Regions from separate parts of the Zea mays genome. Here all the other regions are linked to region 2. A link is a contact called in public Hi-C data. All regions are on one chromosome and are shown on one strand. The core of a region is the stretch at or near the end of the contact, and the rest is flanking DNA. Distances in the headings are between cores, read along the strand shown.

Region 1 (4,791 bases), core at 68-2,567, 360 kb before region 2:
TAATCATGGTCATCCCATGTTCCAAGAACCTGCAATTAGCAAATTTCAGTGGTGACACCAATTTGCCATCTTTCAGAAGAGGAAAGAAGCAGTGTTGCAAAGTCTCCGTAAGGGTAGAACATACATAAACTGTAAATAAACGAAGAGACAAAGTGACACCCAGCCCACAGTTGGAGATTAAGAGGGTGTTTGGTTTAAAAAAGCAATCCATTCTAGATGAGGTGGTGCATCATGAGTCAATTCCACAAATTTAGTGAAATAAACTCATTTTTTATATTATTACTAATTATTAGCCTACGAAGAATGAAATAGTGATGAATCAACTCATTCTATTCCATAAACCAAACAAGAAAGCTAGGAGTAAGAATATGATGAACTACCTCCTTTCTCAAACCAAACACGCTGCCATAGAACCAACTCGGGACTGGGGAGTGCATTCTAGTATTTCGATTTTATATACGTTTGCCATTATTGGGAGTGCATTCTAGTATATTCGATTTTATGTACGTTTGTCATTATTGTAATGCTGTATCGTCAGCATATCCATACTGTTGAGTGTTGAATCTTTACAGGATCAAGACGAGCCGCTCCGACATTCCATGGGCGAGAAAACAAAGGATCGGAGGCCTGACCTGAGCCCTCTCCCTGAGCCTGGCGTACCCGGGCTGCGCCCTGGCGAGCTGGTACCGCCTCCGCAGCTCCTCCTCGGTGGAAGGGTAGAAGCGCGGCACGTTCTTCCAGGGCCCCACGGTGCGCTCCCTCCCGAAGACCCGGAATGGGCGCTTGTTGTCGCCGTAGACGTTGTCCCCGAGCCAGACGAACACCTGCGGGTCGAACCCCGCGACGGCGTTCCAAATGGGCTGCACTAAACAATCCCCGTCACAACTTGATCGAAATGGGCGGGCATGGCCGTGTGGGCGTTCCGTCGACCACCTGGGGCTCGCTCTGGTTGGCACAGGATCCGAAGGCGATCCTGGACACCACGGCGTCGGGGGCGGCGCGGACCGACGAGGACAGGATCAGGAGAAGGAGGAGGGCGAAAGTGGCCGCCATTGCGGGTGGGGAGCGACGTACGAGCGAGCCCGGCAGAGACGAGGCGGTGAGGAGAAATTCCCAATTGCGGGAGAGGTGGACGTGTGGTGGTGGGGTGGGGGCGATGCCGATGGCAGACCGCAGACGCACGGAGAGAGAGAAAGAGCGAGGAAGAAAGTTGGAAGCTCCTTGTTTGTTTGGCCTTTCTTTTCACCGGTTCCGTTTTAACTAATTAATTAATATTAATGCGGTGGAAATTGGAATGGTGTGGACATCTGCGTGCCGTGTTTCTCTCCTGACGCCGTGATCGTGGTGATGTTTCTAGAGATAGAGAACAACATGCAGGAATTTGCACCATGTGCTAGCCAAGTTGCAGCAAAGTGCATCACGTTGCTAGTTTCCATTTTGAGCTGGGATATTTCCAGAGCTGTCACCTGTGGTTATGGGGATGTTTGGATCCGGGAGCTAAACTATACTGATTAAAGTTTAGCTCTAAAATATTTTTTACTATTTTTATTACTTTTAACTCTTTTTATTTAGATCTTTAGCTTATAAAGTGACTATATTTTAGTTATTTCTGTTTTAGCTCTGGAATCCAAATAGGCTCTAACCAGAGAAAACCTAGTTCCAAATATTTGTTGCTTAAAGCCTTAAACGGCTCGTGGAGCACTTCGTTGTGCAATTCACATTCAGAGAAGAGATCTAAGGGACTGTTTGTTTTAGCTTATAGATTATATAATCTATATTATAATTTAAATTATATAATCCAAATTATAATCTAGATATATTATAATCTATATGTAGTTGTTTGGTAGTTTAGATTATACAAATGTAGATTATTTACAAAGACAACAATATCCTTATTTGTTTATTTGAGGTGAGAAAAGAAGGATATCATATATTGTAATTTCTATTTACATAACCATGAGTAGTGGGTCTTTTACCAAAATAATCGCAAATAAGGTACTCCTGGGGAGATTATAAGATTATCTTAATCTGGACTTTAGATTATATAATCTGAACTCATAATCTAGTTGTTTGTTTATCTAATGGATTATTTGCGCCAGATTATATAATCTGGAGAGATTATAATCTAAAACAAACAGGGCCTGAGTCACAAATATTTATTGCCTATAAACGGCTCGTGGAGCACCGTCTTTTCCTTTCTAAATTATATAAGTTGGATTACGGTGAAGTAATACTAGGATAAAATATTATTTTGGATTCATAAATAAGATAAAATAAGCTACATAATGATATCTTAATTTCAACTTATTTATAGTTCTAAAGTAATATTTTATCCTTCTACTCTTTTACTATAATACAAATTATATAATTTAGAAGGGAAATGAACAAGCCCTTACACTCCTAGTAAAGCTTCAACACCAAGCAAATTATCAGATGCTTTAATCTTTATGGATACATTATGAACGCTGCACAGCCAGCCTTAGACATCTAAAATCCAACAAATATATAGTTCCTTTCCTTCCATTATTATTATTATTATTATTATTATTATTATTATTATTATTATTATTATTATTATTATTATTATTATTATTATTATCGTTATTTCTATAGTAAAAATTGTGCACCATGCCGTGCAGGGAGTTTGCCACGTCACTTCTTTCTTCTCAGCCGTTGGATACCAAATGGAGTACAGAAAATTGTCCATATCGCCTTTTAATAGAGTCTATTGGATGCCTTTTGAACGGTGCATACTCTGCCTTTTTTTCCTCTCACATCCTCCCGTAAGTTCCAGAGAAGACTGGGCATTGGACACTCCGACCAATAAGAAATCCTCCCGTAAGTTCCAGAGAAGGCTGGGCATTGGACACTCCGGCCAATAAGAAAACGGGCAAAAGAAAGAAAAGGGAAGGAAAGCAACGTGAGAGGCACGCCCTCGCTCCTGGCAGCCGAGAACGCGTCTACTGCTCCTGACGGCTAGGTTTCCATCCTCCTCTCCTCAGTCTCTCGATCTTGCTCTTCTTAGGTCCTGTGACAACAAATCTCTCTATCCGCATCGTCGTTCTTAGGCGCCGTCGTGAACGCTACTTCTCTTGCAGGTAACAACCCTAAGTTCTTGATGTTCGATATCTTCCATATTTTCCTTTTTTTCCTCCTCCATACTTCTTAGCCTTCTCCAGCGCCGTCGCGACTGATTTTCAATACTGTATTTCCTTTATTCGGTAATTTTTCTATATTGCAGTTCATTTGTTCGATAACTGTGGAGGTTCCCAATCGCATATTCCGCTCCTACGAAACGACGTCGTTCTCTATCACCGTTGTCGACGCTATTGCTGCAGCAAGTGAACGACAAAGGTGACAAATCCTACAGAATCCTTTTTTACATAGTTAGAAAATGAAAAAAAATAAAAAATAAAAGAAAGAAATATGATAGGACACGCCCTCGCTCCATGAAACCAATGACGCGTCCGTGGCTAGATTTCCATCCTCCTCTCCTCATGTTATCGACCTTGCTCTTCTAAATGTGCTAACAAACTGTTCAGCTCAGTATTTATCTCACTTCTGTTCTAATCCATTTTTGCTGACTACGTACTGCTGTCTATACGAAGACAACCCATAAATGCACACAACTATTAGCTAGAAACTATTTAATTAAGTGGTCGCTTGCCATTTTCTACATGCTGCTATTTTTGCTACTCCATTTGTCAATTGACTAAATCAGTAATCAAACCAAATTTTCTTTATATGGTATTGATTTACTTCCCTATTTTTTTATATGCTGTTGTTTCACTGCTTCATTTGCGATTAGTGATCAAATGAAATTCTCTACATACTGCTATTTTATTTCTCTGTTTGTGACACAAAACCATATTTTATTTAGTTCATGCTACTTGAATTTAGGTGTAAATTCTTCCGCTTAGTTTTTCAATGCACTCCTGTCCTAAATCCCATTTACTGATTACTTACTATTGTTTCAAAGAGAACAACCCACATTTTTTTACATAGTATTGTTTTACTTCTCTATTTTTTATATGCTGTTGTTTCACTACTCAATTTGTGATTAGTCATCAAATGACATTTCCTACATAGTGCTATTTTATTTCTATGTTTGTGACAAAAAACCATGCTTTTATTTCATTTGTGCTATTTAGATTTAGGTGTAAATTCTTGAGCTTGTGTAAATTCTTCATATTAATTGTCATTGCACTCCTGTCTTAAATCTCATTTACTGATTACTTACTACTGTTTCAAAGTCAGTTGTTGAATGTCATTTTTTTCCTTACATGTTATTGTTTTGCTTACACATCCAAAAATTGTTCAATTCATTGGTACAATGACATTTTCTAGGTGGTGCTATTTTACTTCTTCATTTGTACATTTAGTTTCCATTCTGTATATGGTAGATGGTACTATTTTGCTTCTCTATTTGTAAGTTGAAAATATCGTTATATTTTGCTGATGGCATATAAAGCCGTATACTCATTATTTAAAAGTGACCAGTTATTGCTGTTACTGCATCGAGATCATTCTTTTGTTTGTACCGGCCTATTATTGTTTGGGACCAAGGTTTCCGATACAACTGCGTTTCTATATTTTACACTTGCTACTAGAAACTGTTGTGCTCCTTCCTAAGTAAGTTCGAAGCGCTATATCTTCCATTCACACCATTTGGGCTTCAAATCAACATACATTTCAAAAGTGAACTGTTTTTTGTTACTGTATCGAGAACTTTTTGGTTTGTATCGGCCCATTATTGTTTGGGACTGATGTTTACAATACAACCATTTTCTA
Region 2 (4,489 bases), core at 1,342-3,841:
TGAGAAGTCAAGTGCCCAGCAGGCTGGATTTCTCTCGGACATTGCTGGCCCTACGGGAGCTCAGCTGCAGATCGTGTACGGTGTGTTTGGTTACATGCAGGTCTTATCGGCATGCTTCATGTCATTTGCTCACGGAGGGAACGACGTCTCCAATGCCATAGGGCCCCTGGCTGCAGCTTTGTCCATCCTTCAAGGTGTGGCAAGCAGCGCTGAGATAGTCATACCCACTGAAGTTCTTGCTTGGGGTGGTTTTGGGATTGTTGCAGGGCTCACAATGTGGGGATACAGGGTGATAGCAACAATTGGCAAGAAGATCACAGAACTAACACCTACCAGGGGCTTTGCCGCAGAGTTTGCAGCAGCTTCAGTAGTCTTGTTCGCATCAAAGCTCGGGTTGCCTATATCTGCCACGCATACACTTGTTGGTGCGGTGATGGGTGTCGGGTTTGCAAGAGGGCTCAATAGAGTCAGGGCAGAGACAGTTCGCGAAATTGTGGCGTCCTGGTTGGTCACAATTCCAGTTGGTGCTGTCCTATCTATCTTCTACACATTGATCTTAACCAAAATTCTGGCGTACTTCATGTGAGTGGATTGTAAAATAAAAGGGCTGCTTTTAAGTGGTACAGCCCATTGTCACTTCATAAATTTTGATCAGTGGAAAAAGGATTTTCTTTTGCAAAAGTAAAGAGATGGACTGATTCCACAAGTTCCACCAGAAATTTACAAGAATTTCCAAGACCAAATAACCATTTTCTTGGAAACTGAGCAAATTAGAAGTGTTTCCCAGCAAATAATCATGGTACAGGCTCCTGAATTATTATTTTTTTCAACTTTTTATACTACCTTGTATGTCTATCACAAGGTCGAATACTGTAACTTCTCGTAGAGCTGTTATACATATAGATGTAATGTAATGGTTGGTCAAATTTATTCTTGTAAATTGTAATGATATCGCATGACTTTGTTCATTGCCAATCATCCTAGAATAAGAGCTCATTCCTCTGCAGGAAATTATATGACAAAAAAAAGTTTAAGATTGACAAGAATTAAAAAATATAGGTGGAACCGTGGAAGATGATACTGAATTATTATACTAAACAAGCAAATAACAGTTTGCGGTAATTATATTATTATGACTATGGCATACTGTGTTGTACAGCCTGTAATAATGTCAGAGCTTTGGAGTTTGGATCATCAAATGTTGATGAAATTTTACGTACAGGTTCAGTAAAAGGAGAATGAGGAAAATGAGACACAATGTATTCGATATTCATAGCTTCAAAATACGCATACCTAATAACACAGTAGACAAACTGGTCTTATTAAATTAGAGAACTGAAAAGTAAATAAGCTTTTTTGGGTGTCAAGTATAGAAAATCAACAGGCAATCAATGAAAATTAATAAGCACATTCCAGCAACACACTGACAACAAACACTTTATAGTTCAACTGCTAAGAGGACACTCATATAGAACACTTTGTTTTTTTAAAGGAATCCTCGATGTGAATGTCTAGGTTAATGACACCTGACAATTACAGTACTTGAGTGTTACTACGGCAAGTCGACATTACTAATAGCTCAATTTAATTCGCTCCTTGATGTCTCTTTTCTGTAAAGCAGTGCTTCAAAATTTTCATATAAGAAGATTCGACCACAAAAGAAATAGAACAGTGTAAGAATCTTGACAAGGATTTGTTGGTCATGACACAAACAACAAAATGGTAAGAAGTAGCAGTATCTGGCACAAATAGAGGAAACTAATATAGCATTTAAATTGGACCGATTAATCATGTACTTGTTTCATACACAAGGTCCACACGACAAGGACATGCTCAGATCCTGAGAACAGACAGCAGCAAAATAGGGTAACAGCGTATCTAGATAGAAGGAGCAACTCAGGGATTGCGAAATACAGACTGGACAGCGGGGATGACGACGCTCAAGGACGCCGACGAAGCACGGGGGAGCCACCTGGGTCAACCGGTCTCCTGGTCGAAGTCGTCGCCGTCAGACTCCTCGACGTTGTCTGCATCGTCGTCCTCCACCTCAGCGTCGTACTCCTCCTTGGTGTCGCCCGTGGGCTTCCCGATGATAACCAGGTGGCTGTTGGTCTTCCGGATCTCGTTCAGCTGAGAGGCAAGCAAAGGGAGAAACAAAGGAAGCGTCAGTCAGTCACCCCGTCGGCATCGGGAGCGTTGGAGAAGGGGCAAGGGAATAGAGAGAACCACTGCACCTTATCCTCGAGGTCGGACTCGGCCATGGAGAGGAGAAGCTCGTCCTCCTGGGAGGTGGCCGGCACGGGGAGCAGCGTGGACGCCGGGATCAGCGCCGGCGATGGCCACTGCCGCATCAGCGCCGGGAACTGCAGCATCTCTGCACTCAGTCGCGACCGCCGCAACTTCGTTTCAGTTTGGGGGAGGGGACCTGGAGCGGGTGTGGCGGAAGCCGAGAAATTTGCTATTTTGTCACTCTCAATTTTGGCTGCCTGTTATTATGCCATCCTTCTTACTGGCTGAAATGGGCTTTCGTCTCTGTGTGCCGCTGGCAGAAGCCCTTCTTACGGCCCATCGTAGCTGCCAATTCTCGCGTCCGGACCGGACCCCGGAACGCGCGGCCGTTCACTCAAGCTCTCGAATAAAATTTCCCGGTTTTCCGGTCCGGATCCCAAATCCAGAAATCCTACGACTCGCTCGTCCTCTCGTCTCCTCCGATCCGTTCCGTTCGCGAGCCACCGATCCCGCCAACGGGAGCGAACGAGAACGATCGCGTCGTCGTCGTCGCAGCCGCCGCCATGGATCCGACGCCGCAGTCACACCCGATCCTTGCCTACGTGCTCTCCCGCCTCCCCTCGCTGCCCGCGGTGAGGACGCCGAGGTCCCCGCGCGAGCGGGACCTCGAGCAGCCGTCCCCGCGCACGCCGTCGGGTGCCGCGGAGATCGACTTGGTGGGGCGCATGCCAGGCCTGCGCCACCCGTCCGTGCTGTCTGCCATGACCCGCGCCGTCGCCGACGTCTCCTCGGCGCGCGACGCGATCCGCCTCCTGGGGCCCCGGCCCGACCACGAGCAAGTCGACGCCTCCCGCGAACTTCTCCGCTTGGCCGATGCTGGGAAGAAGGCAGACGCCAACGCGGACGTGAAGACGAAGGATCTCGACGAGGAGAAGCTGGCCAAGTGCCGGGAGGTGGTGCGGCTGGAGGAGGACCACGAGGCGTACGGCGCCCTGCTGCGCGACGCGGAGGGGAAGCTGGAGCACGTGTACCAGATGGCGATGCACGGGAGGGACATCAAGAAGGTGGGCGGCGGTGATGGCAAAGGGGAAGAGGGTTCCGGGGCGGTGGACGAGGAGGTGGTGCGGGTGCTCAAGGACGCGGGGGAAGGGAAGGTGGTGGAGCGGGTGAACCTCGCCGATCGGCAGATGCGCCTACTGCCGGAGCCCATTGGCCGGATCCGCGGCCTCCTCGCGCTCGACGTCTCCCGCAACCAGCTCAAGGTTAGGGACTCGTACCTAAGCATTCGCGCCGTCTCCCTACATCATGCATTGTGACGTCCACGAATTTTCTGAATGAGTTGTTGGGATTGGTCGAATGGCAGTATTTTGTAGTGATCATATCGAAGTTCATTCTCCCTTGCACATTGCACAAAGTGCTTTGAAATTAAAGTGGTTTTCTGTGGAATTAAAGTGGTTTTATGAAATTCTTAAACCGATTCACATGAAAAGGTCTGTACAATTTCGGTTAAATTTTCGCGTTCAAACGGATCTAAATTAAACTACACATGTGGCGCTGTGGCAGTTCAGTTCACGGGCGAATTCCCTGTTTGGCGCCTTCAACAGTGATGTTCCTTGCTTGAATTCGCAGGTGATTCCCGACGCGATTGGTGGGCTCGAACACCTAGAAGAACTCCGCCTCGCTTCCAACGACTTGGTTTCTCTTCCAGACTCCATTGGCCTTCTCTCCAACCTCAAGATCCTCGACGTCTCCGGCAACAGGCTGAGGGTTCTGCCCGACACCATCTCGAAATGCAGGTAAACAGCCAACCAACCATTGTATTGCTTCTTGTTCCACTTCCACCAAGAAACGTTCGTTCTGATGGATGTGCCACTCGGAGCTTCAGATCGCTGGTGGAGCTGGACGCGAGCTACAACGCCCTGGCTTACCTCCCGACAGGCATCGGGCACGAGCTGGTGGACCTGCAGATACTGCGCGTGCACCTCAACAAGCTGCGCTCCCTACCGTCGTCGGTCTGCGAGATGCGATCGCTGCGCCTCCTGGACGCACACTTCAACGAGCTCCACGGCCTACCGGCCGCCATCGGACAGCTGTCCGCGCTGGAGACGCTGGACCTGAGCAGCAACTTCAGCGACATGCGGGACCTGCCGCCATCGTTCGGCGACCTAGCTGGCCTGCGCGAGCTGGACCTGAGCAACAACCAGATCCGTGCGCTGCCGGACTGTTTCGGCCGGCTTGCCAAGCTGGAGAGACTCCGCCT
Region 3 (4,422 bases), core at 809-3,308, 260 kb after region 2:
TGCAGTTGCATTTTTTACATTCTGAACAAATCTTCCAGAAGTTGCAAAGCCTGCTCGCCGCGTTGCAGACAAGGCATGCCGTGGCAGTGGTGCTCGTCTCGTTCACCGATGAGTTGGTCCGGCGAAGCATCTTGTCATGGTCTGCACGGCCAGGTCAAATTAACCCCGCGGTCTGGCAGCGGCAGATCTCAGGTCCGGGTCAGCTTAATGATCCTCGCCACGTTGGACATGGGAATGGGAGTGCGAGCCCCGGTTGTTTATGTGCTTCTAATTTGGCCAACAAGTTTATGTGCTGAAACTGAAATCTGAGATTTTTTTTTTATTTTTTTGATAAATTCTCTATTGGTATAAACCGAAGGCAGAAAAGGCAAACACGGACACATATGCAGGCAACCATACGACGACGAATCAAAACAAAAAAAATAGTTGGACTGGTATTTTTTTCTCTAAAGATCGCGTGTTCTAAATTTTTTTGAAGCCCCAGTCCCAGAGTGTGCGACTCTATTGAATATATAAAAACGAGAAAAAGGGACATACGTGCAGGTCCAAGGTTCGGTTATTTCTTCTTTTTCCTTCATGCGGAGTCCGGACCACTATAGGTGTACATTCGGGCCGCCCGACCCGGCCCGGCCCAAGCCCAAAAAGGCCCGTATTGTTTGAATTTCGGGCCGTGCCGAGCCGGCCCATGGGCCTAGCCCTCGGCCCACGGCCCGTTTGAATTTCGGGCCGTGCCGAGCCGGCCCATGGGCCTAGCCCTCGGCTCACGGCCCGGCCCGTAATTGCTTAAACGTGCCGGGCTTATTTCGGGCGGCCCGAAATTATAAAAGTCCGAAATTCACATTAGGGCCCGAAATTCAATTTTTGGCCCAAAATTCATATTAGAGCCCTAAATTCAAAAAAATAATAAAACAAATAAAAGATAAGACAAATAAATTTGTACAAAATCAAACTTAATATTTGTATTAAAGTTACCACAGCTATATACAAAAGAGTATAATCAGCTGTATACAAAGTTCGTAAGTTCAGTTTATTGTCTAATGTTCATAACAAAAGTAAAATTACATCACACAATCTAATTCAAAGATACAAAAAACATCTAACTAGCATTATCTCTAGCTTTGTGTTCTTTATCAAGTATATGAAAGTGCGAAATGAAGTGTGGTTTTAATAAATATATGAGCCTTTTCGTGCCTCTATATGGGCCTTTTCGTGCCTGCCTTAAACGGGCCGTGCTCGTGCCCGCCCATGGGCCGTGACCTTGGCCCAAACCCGGGCCGATATAACGGGCCGTGCCGGTCCGGCACTAAATTATTTCGGGCCGTGCCGTGCCTGGGCCGTGCTTTTTTTTCCGTGCTTCGGGCCGGCCCATCAGACCCGGCCCAAATGTACACCTATACGGACCACGCACCACCGACTGTTATTATATTTGCTCTTATTATTAGTGGCGGGGAGGAAAAGTTGTTGAAAGGCGATGCATCCACCCGACCCGACCACCGCCCTATTTAACAAGGCAAGTACACTCAAGCGCATTCGCCCGCCGAAAACGCTAATGAAATCGATTAGGCTACTATAGCTACTACCACTACCGCGCGCTAGGGTGATCGATGTACATAAAGAATCCCATTAGCCTAGCGTGGAGCTGAAATTCCTACTTGGGTTCCGTAAACATCAAGTAGGGTGAAATCGATAGATAGATAGATCAGCTCAGCATTGTACTGCGGCAAGAACTGGTTGCTGGTACCGTGTGCCATGCCAGCGGCCAGCCCATCCCAGCCCTGCTGCTCGGGCGCTCGGCCACTCGGGTCCCTCTTTTTCACTTGTCCAACTCGAGAGCACTGATTTGCATTTGCGGCGCACATTCCCATGCAAACTCCTGATGATCGAAATCTCAAGACACCTCAGATTAGGATATTACTACTGAGGAACTAAAAAAATATCGGAACTGTTGCCTGCCTCGTCTACTCCTGGCCTCGGGCCCTCGGCTCTCTCTCTCTCCTGCCTCCAAAGCCCCAGCCACCTCGCCACGATATAAGTAGAGCGAGCCACCAGACCAGAGAGGCCATTTCCAAGGGCTCTACACGAAGTTAGGCGGCCAAGTGTTCGCAACCAACCCCTCTTCCTCGCCCACTGAAAGGTTCAGAGGCTCCCGTTTTAGCATAGCGACCGAGACGAAGGAGTGGGGGGGCGGAGAGCTTTGGGCCCTGGCCAGGATGAAGTTTATGAGACTCGGCACCCGGCCGGACACCTTCTTCGCCGCCGCCGACTCCGTGAGGTGCGTGCTTTGGTTTGCGATCTCGCTTCCATCAGGTTCTGCTCCGCGTGCGTTTCATGATCCTGTGCGTGCGGTCGTCCAGGTCTGTCTGCACGGAGGTGGCCACGGACCTGCAGATCCTCGTGGATAACTGCCTCTACCATCTCCACAAGGTAATTAGCTCAAGGATCGTCAGAGATCGTGCCCACCCTTTGGCCTTTATTCAGGAATTTGAATCTTTAGTTAGGATCGTTCCATACAGTGGGATCCCGTCTAGGCTTTGTTCGGTTTTCACGGATTGGAGACCCAGAATAATTCCTAGCCGGATTACTTCTCTAATTTATATAAATTTTGATGAGTTGGAACGAAACCGGGTTTATTCCAATAGAAACGAACGGCCCCCTAGGAAATGGAGAAGTCCCCCCCGGCCGATCTTGAGATTAAAGACTCTTTCTGTTTCTTGCCATTGTCCGTCCTGTGCATGCCTTGCCTGGACGCCGCAGTTCCCCCTGCTCTCGAAATGCATGCTCCTGCAAGCGCTGTGCGCCGACGCCGGCGACGTCGTCGTCGAGCTCCCGGGGTTCCCGGGCGGCGCCGAGGCGTTCGAGGCCTGCGCCAAGTACTGCTACGGCATCACCATCACGGTGAGCGCGCGCAACCTGGTCCCGCTGCGGTGCGCGGCGGCGCACCTCGGCATGTCGGAGGCCGCCGACAGGGGCAACCTCGCGGCCAAGCTCGACGCGTTCCTCGCCTCCTGCCTCCTGCGCCGCTGGAAGGACGCGCTGGGCGTGCTCCACTCCACGCGCCACCACGCCCCGCTCTGCGAGGACCTGGGCCTCACGTCCCGCTGCGTCGACGCCGTGGCCGCCCTCGTCGCCAGCCCGGACACCGCCCCGACGTCCACGTCGGCGTCGCCGTGGTGGGCGCACGACGTCGCCGAGCTCGGGGTCGACCTCTTCTGGCGGATCATGGTCGCCGTCAAGGCCACCGGCGCCGTCCACGAGAAGACCGTCGGCGACGCGCTCAAGGCGTACGCGCGCCGGTGGCTGCCCAACGTCGCCAAGGACCAGCCGCTCGACCGCGACGCCGCGGACGTGAAGCAGGTCGCCACGAGGCACCGCCTCCTGCTCGAGAAGATCGTCAGCCTGCTCCCCGCGGAGAGGGACGCCGTCTCCTGCGGCTTCCTGCTCAAGCTGCTCAAGGCCGCCAACATCCTGGGCGCGTCCAAGGCGTCCAGGGCGGAGCTGGTGAGGAGGGTGGCGTGGCAGCTGGAGGAGGCCAGCGTCTCCGACCTGCTCATCCCGTCGCTGTCCTGCGTCAGCGACACGCTGTACGATGTGGGCGCCGTGTCGGCCATCCTCGACGAGTTCGCGCTGCGGTGCGCCGCGCTCCCGCCGGCGCCGGCGCTGGCTCTGTCCGGGAGCCTCGACGACAGCCCGGCGCACTCGGGCGGCCACCGGCGGTCCCGTTCGGCGGAGAGCGTGAGCTTCGACGGCACGCGACGCTCCTTGTCGGCCGCACCCGTGTCGCAGGGCGGTCTGGTGCAGGTGGGCAAGTTGGTGGACGGGTTCTTGATTGAGGTCGCAAAGGACCCCAACATGCCGATGGACAAGCTGCTCGCCATTGCCGAGGCCGTGCCAGACAGCGCCCGGCCGGAGCACGATGGCATGTACAAAGTCGTCGACACATACCTCAAGGTATCTCATTCTTTTCTGCGTTTCCATCTAGCATATGGTCATAAAATAAAAGGTCCACTTTGGATTATGTGACAATCTTCTGTGATTACACACTGCCGTGATCTTTATTACTGTATTAATCTGTCTTTTGGTTAACTATTTCAGGCGCATCCGGAGATGAGCAAAAGCGCGAGAAAGCGGCTGTGCCGGGTGCTCAACTGCCGGAAGCTGTCGGAGAAGGCGTGCGCGCACGCGGCGCAGAACGAGCTCCTCCCGCTGCGCGTGGTGGTGCAGGTGCTGTTCTTCGAGCACGCGCGCGCCGCGGCGCTGGCGTCGGGCGGGCACGCCGTGGCCGCGGCGGCGGACCTGCCGAGCAACATCCGGGCGCTGCTGTCCAAGTCCGGGTCGTCCGAGGACGACGAGGCGGACCGCGTCGACGAGCAGCGGCTCCGGGCGCTGGCCGCCGGCGCGTCCCCCGGCGACGACTGGAGCGTG

What was found. Hi-C and Micro-C count contacts between places; a contact is called where the count stands out from the background.
Region 1: a contact with region 2 is called in a Hi-C map of leaf, with 9 times the contacts expected there. The contact joins the promoter of LOC100282921 here to the promoter of LOC103627372 in region 2. A contact is called at or near these places in 2 of 25 Hi-C or Micro-C datasets (ear and leaf).
Region 3: a contact with region 2 is called in a Hi-C map of leaf, with 10 times the contacts expected there. The contact joins the promoter of LOC100281503 here to the promoter of LOC103627372 in region 2. A contact is called at or near these places in 11 of 25 Hi-C or Micro-C datasets (bundle sheath, ear, leaf and 4 more) and 1 of 3 datasets of contacts at active chromatin or transcription factors (leaf).

The regions. Positions count from the first base shown.
Region 1 is chr5:183,232,995-183,237,785 of Zm-B73-REFERENCE-NAM-5.0, forward strand. It overlaps LOC100282921 (alkaline phosphatase D), which reads right to left and starts at 1,318. Exons shown (of 9, transcript NM_001155826.2): 1 at 934-1,318; 2 at 633-860; 3 at 1-29. The coding sequence starts at 1,053. LOC103627362 (a long non-coding RNA gene) reads left to right here and starts at 2,872. Exons shown (of 4, transcript XR_002748283.2): 1 at 2,872-3,098; 2 at 3,242-3,354.
Region 2 is chr5:183,587,928-183,592,416 of Zm-B73-REFERENCE-NAM-5.0, forward strand. LOC103627372 (plant intracellular Ras-group-related LRR protein 2) reads left to right here and starts at 2,592. Exons shown (of 3, transcript XM_008647663.3): 1 at 2,592-3,491; 2 at 3,859-4,025; 3 at 4,115-4,489. The coding sequence starts at 2,793. It overlaps LOC100276844, which reads right to left and starts at 2,465. Exons shown (of 2, transcript NM_001150551.1): 1 at 2,235-2,465; 2 at 1,741-2,130. The coding sequence starts at 2,372. The coding sequence ends at 1,978. LOC100382112 (Inorganic phosphate transporter 2-1 chloroplastic) reads left to right here. Exons shown (of 3, transcript NM_001174873.1): 3 at 1-788. The coding sequence ends at 586.
Region 3 is chr5:183,849,390-183,853,811 of Zm-B73-REFERENCE-NAM-5.0, forward strand. It overlaps LOC100281503, which reads left to right and starts at 2,059. Exons shown (of 4, transcript NM_001154421.1): 1 at 2,059-2,272; 2 at 2,355-2,424; 3 at 2,755-3,948; 4 at 4,093-4,422. The coding sequence starts at 2,211.